3 separate regions of the Rattus norvegicus genome follow, and all the other regions are linked to region 2. Evidence: chromatin contacts called from public Hi-C data. All regions are on one chromosome and are shown on one strand. Each heading gives the region's core, a stretch centred on a gene start, on an enhancer-like site or on the middle of the called end of the contact. The rest is flanking DNA. Distances are from core to core; before and after follow the strand shown.

Region 1 (2,726 bases), core at 20-2,519, 290 kb after region 2:
TAAGAGCACTGCCAACTTTATCCCTGCATGCACAAGGCACTCTCAACTGTCTGTACCTCTGCTTCAGGGGATTTGATGCCCTCTTCTGGCCTCCAAAGGCACTGCACATAAGTGGTGTACAGACACGCATGCAGGTAAAACATCCATCTTTAAAAACAAACTCCAAACCTAACAGTTAAGTTTCTAGAACAGTAGAGGGGGTGAGAGAAAGCAAGAGCCAGAGGAAAGGAAAGTGTACGGCAGCGGTGATAACCAGTAAAAGTTGGCAACCTAAACGTTCGATCATGGAAGAGGGAGGGGCTCATGAGGCGCCTCTCCTCCCGGAGGAGCGTTTGGCAGTTGATGGGGGGCGCGGAGTCATTGTTTTCTTCAGTGGTTTAGTCACTGCTGAGTTGCCCTAGTTCCTGTAAACAACCCACCCAAGCTCACACAAATATCCTTAAATAAACTCAGTGAGTGACAACAAAAGAAAGGGCAGGAGCCCTGTTGGGAAGGGGTTCAGCGGGGGATAGAGAGAGACCAGAATGCACTACATACATGAATGAAACTATCAATTAATTTAAAAACTAAAAAACCCTTTTACTTTCAAAACAATACCTATAAAACTGAGAGGGTTAAGATTCCCTAAAACAAAGTGGGTCTCGATCATCTGAAGCTCTTATTCTGTCAAATGTTTTTCTAATTTCTAACTTCACTCCTTTTCTTCTTTCAACAATCAGCTCCAAAGTCCCGCCCTTTCGGTCTTCCTGCCAGTTAGCAATGGTTACAGACCACCACACTTTCTCGAGCAGATCTGCCTATCTCGATCCTTTGCAAGGGAGTCGAGCTGACTTCGTTCGTTGTCCAGTCCCTAATCCAACACTCGCCGCGGTGGGAGATCAGACAAAGAGGGCAGAGAGGACTAACGATTTTTAGAAGCGATTCCTCCTCCCCCAGTCTCGCCTTCTCTAGGCTGCCCTTCACACTGCCTGCCCCCGCCAGAGTCCCCCGGCGCCCCGCCCCCGCGCTCACCATCCAAAGCGTCCTCCGGATCTTCCGCCACGCCCTGTGCGTCCTGCTCCACTAGGGTCCCGAAGAACTCCGCTACCAACTCCTTCATGCGGACCACGCCCGCCGACAGGCTCTGGAGAGGGTCCGCGTCGCTCGACGCTTCACAGGACACTTGTAGCCGCTGCGGCTCCCCGTCACCACCGACATACTCGCCAGAAAGCTCCATGGCGACCGCTCAGCTTCAACAGCGCGCCACAGAGAATCGTCACCCGGAAGCGGAAGCCAGCCCGCAGCCAGGGCGGGCGGGAGAGGAGAGTAGGAGGGATGACTTCCGTTTTCCCGGAATTGCCCCGCCTATTTTCTTCCTTCTCCTTCCTTGGGATTGGTTGGCTGGTGCTCGGGCCCCTCCTTCTCGCGACGCCCCTGGCGGCCACTTTTCCCGCCGCCTCCAGGGCCACGCAGCGGAGCCCGGTGACAGTTGAGGATGGCCGGAGCCGAGAGTCCCACCGGGTGCCAGGCGGAGCTGGAGCCCGTGGTGTCGCTGGTGGACGTGCTCGAGGAAGACGAGGAGCTGGAGAATGAGGCGTGCGCCGTCTTGGGCGGCAGCGACTCCGAGAAGTGCTCCTACTCGCAGGTGCGCGTGGCCCGGCTGCTCCCGCCGACCTGCCTGTTTCCCGCTGGCCGCAGCCCGGCCGGCTCCGGGGCGGCCCTTTACTTTGTGCTTCCACAGCCGGGGCCCAGCTGCCCTTTGATCCTCAGCTTGTCACCACCAGGGCTGTCCTTCTGTCCTGCTGGCCATACACTGTAGGCTTCGGTCCTGGAGCAGCAGCTCTGTCCTCCAGTTGTCGCCTCTTGGTGGCCTGCTTTCCACGAGATTATTCTTGTGACCTCTTAAATCCAGATATTCTTCGCCCCACTTCTACCCCTAAAGAATGTTAATTAAGGGACTAGATGGGGAAACGTAAAGAAAAATTGGGCCGAATTCGAAAGTCTTCCGGTGAGGGTGGGCTTCTGGACACTACTGTAGTCTAGTTTAACTGCTAGCTGCGCCTCCCCCCCCTTCCGGTTAAATGAAGTTCCGTGTATAAGTGCTGTATGACACCCCCTCTCCCTCGGGAGTAGATCGAAGCCAGAACATCAGGTGGCCCTGGAAAACCAAGAGAGGAGAAAAGGATCTTCTTGGGGTTTCTGAACAAGAGTTTGAGGGGCTGGGATGTAGCGTTTACTGACGCTTACTATACATTTAAGTACTAAAGTGGAAAAGGGTGTGTAGGAAGGAAACTTAACAAGGATGAGAATTGGTGGAAGGAAACAGGCTAACTATGCCCATGGTTGGAGAGGAAGACTGGGGAAGGAGTGAAGGGGCTTGGAGTTAATTGTGTGGTGTGGACCGAAGTCATAATACTATTTTTCTTTGTTGACCAAGTTGGGTTTGCACTGCAAAATTGTTGGATTGTTGAATAAGTCTTGTATCCCAGAAACGGTCGCACAGTAGTCGCTGGCATTTAAATCGAAGGATCGCTGTTAGGTTTCAAACTTTGGACAAAGGGGCTGCTGTGCCTATTTAACATATCAAAGAGGATGGTGGCCTCCAGGTTCTCCCTGTCCTTCTGTCCCTTCCGGAGCCCTCCTGACTGGGGCTGGGCTACCCTTCCCTCCTCTTCCCTTCCCTAAATAATCCAACCGTTTTGTTTATCCAGCTCTCTTGGGTCTCTGGACTGTAGCACCTGGCTCCA
Region 2 (2,840 bases), core at 17-2,516:
GGATCCTGAAAACTGTTCTCCACTTAATAATGGCTCGAAGACCACAGCAACAGTGATTTTCTCCTTTTGCTGTGAGTTATTCTCATTACTGGACTGGATTAACCCGACTTAATAGGAAGAAAATGGTTTGTAATTATTCCCAATATTTAATGTGGGGACAATAAAACATTGAGTCTAGGAGGGGCACAGACTTTGGAGTGAGATGGACCCCTCTTTTAAGGGCAGATAATATTGGAAAGATTATTTAACATTTTTTAAATCTTAGTTTCCTCAATGCCCAAAAGCACTTACTTGAGAATTTATCAAAGGCTTTTCATGAGGGCCAAATTAGCCTGGTCTTGTTCACCCAGTAGATGTGGCATTCGATGAATTATTGAATGCAGATTTTATTTTTTTTTCTTTTTTCTTTTTTTTTTCGGAGCTGGGGACCGAACCCAGGGCCTTGCGCTTCCTAGGTAAGCGCTCTACCACTGAGCTAAATCCCCAGCCCCGCAGATTTTATTTTTAAACACCCATTTCAAAAAGTCTGTGAACTGTACACAAAAGATAACTATAGTAGTATCGAACAATGGTCTCAGTCCAGGATATCTTTTCTACCAGGAACCCTCACAGCCTGATTTATTTTTGTGCCTCTGAACACTTCTCCATGTTTTTCTGGATTTACAACCTTGGTAAATGGTCTGAACTATTGTTCTTTCATTGGTTTAGGCAAAAATCTATCTCTCTTGCTTGAAAGCAAGCTCCACAAAATCAGGGGTCCGGTTTTCTTTTTTAAATTGTGTTCTTTTTGTTTTGTTTATTTTTTTATTAAATTATTTTACTTATTTACATTCCAAATGTTACATCACCACCACCACCCCTTTCTGGTTCCCCCCTTCCCGAGTTCTTCACCCCATCCCTTTAAATTGTTTTGTTAGTTAAAGTGTGTATGTGAGTGTGTGTTCTGTGGGCACGCTTTGTGGATGAACTCAGGCCGTCTGTCCTGGCTATTTATTCTATTTACTTTATTTTCTGAACCATCCCAGGCCTGGGGATTACAGTTGCATGCTCTACCTCGAAATTCTCAGGAGGACAACTTTGAAAGGGAGGAGGAGCTCAGAGGCTCATGCCCCGCCCAGTTTGGGTTGGACCTCCCATGTCATTCACAGGACCATGCCCCCGTTGTAGGCGTGCCCCGCAATGTTGTGGCAGCCGCGTGCGGGCGGTGTTACGTCACACGCACGCTGGCGGGGCGCCCGGGTCCGCGGCCGACGGAAGTGGGGCGTGGCCAGGCGCTAGGGCCCCGCGGCCGCCGGCGCCGCCGCCTGAGTGACCTGCTAGGCGGCCAGCGGCACTCAGCTATCCGCCGCTCAGGCAGCTGAGCGGCCACTCTGTTTTGAGGTCCTCGCCGCCCTTCCACGTCTCCCGGAAGAGCTAGCCGGCAGGTCCGGGAGCAGCCGGCTGCTGTGGCGGCCCGGGTGGGTGACGAGGCCGCGGCGTCCTCAGGTGAGGCGCGACTAGGCCGCGGGCGGGACGGCTTGGCCTGTGGGACCCGGTCTCCGCCTTTCCCGAGCGCTGTCGAGCTCGTCTTCGCTCAGGGCTAACGAAGGGGACGCCACAGCCCCGTAGGCTCTGGACACCGGGGTTGACCTGCCCTCCACCCCGACTCTGCTCCGGGGGCGCAGTGCGGTGTGTTCTCGCCTCCCGGGCACCCGTGGTCACACCGCCCGGCCTGGCGGCTGACCCCTGACCCCGCCTCTGTTTGACATCTGACCTCCCGGTGGCTTTGCACCACGGGAAGTCCCCTCTTGGAGTCTGTCACTGAGACATGAGTTCAGGCCCCAGCTCAGTGTCTACACGCCATGTGAAGGATGTGTTTTAAAGCCCCGTTAACTTTCAGATGGAAGGCAAGACATTAATTGTCTTTGGGCTTTTTTATTAGGAGAGCCAATTTTCTCTCGCTCATCACCATTTTTTACATTACACCTATATGGCCTTTTATAAGTCAGAATGCATGTTACATTGCTGTTTTCGTTTGATTTCTCATAAACTGAAACACACACCTAATGGGTTTCCTAAAGAGTGTGTTTAAACAGTTTATTCCGGACGAGGTTAGATGCGGAGAGGAAGAGGTTAAAAGATGGGTTTGCCACTAGACTTCTAGACTTAGATTCCAGCGTCTGAGGTGCCATCTAAGTTCTGGGATCTTTCTAAACAATATGCATGTTTGTTAGTTCCTAAAGGGCATTGCAATTTACCACATATTGTAGCTGAGAATGTATTTCGTGATACTGTTTGCACAACACCTGACGTAGGGATGAATTGCTTCAGTAGTGTTTCCAGAAGTGCCAGTGTGGGCTGGATTCGGAATTCATCAGTGAGCAACCAATGCATTGTTTACCCACCCACTCCCCTTTCTCCAGCCAAGAGAGACAGTTTTAAAACAACAGTGAGAACAACCCGAAGCAGTGTAAGGCAAAAGAAGGGCCAAAAGACCTAGCATGGATGGGAAGGAGGAACAACTCTGATGTCAATTTAGTGAAGAAAGCCTAAGCATTGGCTACATAACAGTTCCAAGCTGAAGGAATGCTGTCCATATTCAACCAACATTGTCCACTTTGTAGCTTACTTGTTTTACTTCATTGCCTTGACTTACGTGGCAACCTGTAAGGTGCGTGTATGTGTTGGTTGAATACATAGTTTATACAGCCATTTTTTTTTTAAATTGAACTCGCTCAACATGCACATGGTAGGTACTAAGTATTTAGGTTTCTGAAAATATACTTTGACCTACCTATGCTGCATAAGTAGATCATAGGAGTGCTTCACTTTAGCTGTAATAATCAAGTGGGGTTTTTTGT
Region 3 (2,801 bases), core at 40-2,539, 500 kb before region 2:
ATTACAAAAGAGTGGGGGAGGGGGTGGCGCACTCAGAGTCAGGGCACATGGTCATAATCCCAGCCAGCACTCAGGAGGCAGAGACAGTAGGATGGAGAGTTTGGGGCCAGCTTGGGCTACAAGAAATCTTGTCACAAACTAACTTGTTCCAGTTCCAAAAACACTATGAAAGGTCTTCTTAAGAACACTTTCATTTAACAACTTCCTTAGATTTACAGCATTTTTGTCTTTCTTTTGTCGTGCATGGACTTTAAACGTTGTGAATGAATGCTCCTTTACAAATGATAAAAACAAAGGCCTTTGCTCCAACTGTAATAATAGTCTCAACTAGCAACCCTCTCCAAACCTAAAATGATTATGAAACACGGAATCATGCCAAAGTTGTCCGAGGAACACCCAAATGACTTGATAATTGTATGCGAGCATAGACCAGTTTCTCGAGATGTCACAATACTGTAAAGCGTAGTCACTTAGGAATTAAGGTGAGGAAGAGACTAGCCAAATCACACAGTAGAAAGATTCTAATCTATCCATAATACCTAAAAACAAAGCTGGCCTCCTGGTCCGGAAAAATGGGAGAGCAGCCCAAACATCCCGTAATAAAAACTCTTATGACGACTTCCCTCCGGGATTTCCTACTTTACTTCCCAAGTGTCAGGCCCTTCAATGGGAGAGCCACGGTCACAACTGCAGAAGGACGTGGGATAGATCACCAAGATCTAAATGCATGGGACATTCCATCATAGAACTGAGTTGAGAGAGAAAGTTGGTTCTGCCAGAGGATAGGTCAGGGGGAGTGGGTGGAGTTGGGAAGGGTCCGTCAGGTGTGGAAAGGCGTCTCGCTAGACTAGACCACAGGAGAGAAGATAGAAGAAACCCGAAAAGGCGTGGCAAGTGAACAAGAAACGCCCGCGCTAATCCTCCGGATGAAGCCCCCCGAAATGCCCAGGTTACCCGCCCGGTCTTTTAGGGTGAGGGTGCCGGAGACGCATGCGGGAGGCTTCATGAACGGTGCCATGGGGGGAAGGCAGGAAGCACCCCTCACCCAGCCAAGTCGGGATGGGGGCGCTCGGGCCCCGCCTGAGTTCCTGAAGCGGCGACGCTGCTCCCCACGCCCGCCGCCGAGCCGCGGACGGCTCCCCACCGAACGCCCACACTCACTTTCTCGTGGAAGATGGACTCCATGTTTATTTGTCTGGAGCCAACGGCCCCGGCGCGGAGCAGCCCCCTCCAGCAGCTCCGCCCCCGGCCCCACCCCTCCGCCCCGGCCCGCCCCGCCCTACCCACGTGCCTCCCGCCACCCAATCACTACTGCGGGCGCACGTCACGCGGCACGCGAGCCGGGGAGCACGGGACACGTGACCTGGGCGGCGCTGGTCCTCCCGCCGCGTGTGTGATGCTGCGGCGCCGCCTGCTGTGCGGAGGAACTTCTCTACGCTAGACAATGTTGTGATTCTAGGGTTCTAGATGAGAATCCTCGCAGCCAGGTTTTAGGTTCTTTTTTTTTTCTCCATTTCCACCTTTTTTGGTACTTTCTGCTCAACTACGTGTAATACCTCCTCTCCCACTGAAAACCTCATTCCAAAAAAGGCATTCTCCCAATACCTAGTATTTGTGTGAAAACTATAGCTAGTATTTAGTTAGGGCTGACTTATAATAGTCCACTTCTAAGTGCGATTTAATGCGGCATTTTTGATGTGTGTGTATGTTGTAATATTATTATACAAATGAAGAAATGTAGGCACTAAGAAATTAGAATAGCACAGTGTCCAACACAGTTGCCTGTCGGAATGAGTATCAGGTCCCAGGATAAATGTACAATATCTGAAGGAGGAAGCGTCGATGGGGAAGTGAAAAGTCCAGTAAAATGTTGAGTGGCTCGCGCCGGGGGTGGGGGAGGGATTGACAAAGATTAAGTGTTATTTGGGCGCGGATCTTGTGTGGTGGAACCATTTTAGGTTCTTCAAAGTCAGCAAAGAAACTGGGTACAAAGACTCATTCTCCTAATCCTTGCACCTGAAGGTAGGAGGAGTATGTTGTGTTGGACTGTGGCAGCCTGTAACCAGGGTTTCTAGGACGATCCTGCCCGCCACCTCCCAACCAAAAACAAAACAAAACAAACAAAAAACCTACAGGAGGTTACAGATTTTCAAAACTAGAGACATGGGGTCAAATTAGAATTTTAGAAGATCACTGGGGAACAGAATACTTGAAAGGCATTTTGGGAGAAATGAGGAGACAATGGTGGTCAGAACTCCAGTAGTGATTTGAGAATGGAGAGAGACCAATTTGAAGTTTCAGGAAGCAGACTCAGAAGACTTTGGTGAGGAACTGGGGTGAAAGGGGTTATTGTTAGGAAAGATTTGTGGGTGTCTGCTGTAGGTACCACCTAAAGAAGGAGTAATACTCCAACCAGAAATACTGTGCAGAATGAGCAGGGTCTTGGGAAGGGAAGACAAGGGTTTAATTTGGGGAATAATGAGTTTAAATGTCTGTGCAACATAAGGTACTTTTGTGAGTAATAGATGTCTGGCCTGGAGTTTACAGAAGCTGTTTTGAGCTGTGAGGTGAGATTCATTGCAATTTAGAAGGTAACTGGCTATGAGGTTAAGAGCATTTGCCACTTCTCTTGTAGAGGACCTGGGTTTGATTCTCAGAACCCACATAGAGGCTCACAGAATTTGGTATCTCCAGATTCAGGGGATCTGATGCTTCTGCAACATACCTAGTAGGTACGGTGACACACATACATGCAGGCAGGCAAGCACTTATACACATAAAATATAAAGAAAAAATGTAAA

The links. Hi-C and Micro-C count contacts between places; a contact is called where the count stands out from the background.
Region 1: a Hi-C map of liver shows a contact between it and region 2, with 3 times the contacts expected there. The contact joins the promoter of Gon7 here to the promoter of Golga5 in region 2. A contact is called at or near these places in 2 of 12 Hi-C or Micro-C datasets (liver and mammary epithelial cells).
Region 3: a contact with region 2 is called in a Hi-C map of mammary epithelial cells, with 3 times the contacts expected there. The contact joins the promoter of Atxn3 here to the promoter of Golga5 in region 2. A contact is called at or near these places in 2 of 12 Hi-C or Micro-C datasets (Schwann cells and mammary epithelial cells).

The regions. Positions count from the first base shown.
Region 1 is chr6:127,662,007-127,664,732 of GRCr8, forward strand. Gon7 (GON7 subunit of KEOPS complex) reads right to left here and starts at 1,270. Exons shown (of 2, transcript NM_001142941.1): 1 at 1,012-1,270. The coding sequence starts at 1,216. It overlaps Ubr7 (ubiquitin protein ligase E3 component n-recognin 7), which reads left to right and starts at 1,448. Exons shown (of 11, transcript NM_001007705.1): 1 at 1,448-1,624. The coding sequence starts at 1,475.
Region 2 is chr6:127,375,978-127,378,817 of GRCr8, forward strand. It overlaps Golga5 (golgin A5), which reads left to right and starts at 1,267. Exons shown (of 13, transcript NM_001033065.2): 1 at 1,267-1,485.
Region 3 is chr6:126,871,492-126,874,292 of GRCr8, forward strand. Atxn3 (ataxin 3) reads right to left here and starts at 1,290. Exons shown (of 11, transcript NM_021702.2): 1 at 1,162-1,290. The coding sequence starts at 1,185. It overlaps LOC134479251 (a long non-coding RNA gene), which reads left to right and starts at 1,540. Exons shown (of 2, transcript XR_010052329.1): 1 at 1,540-2,323.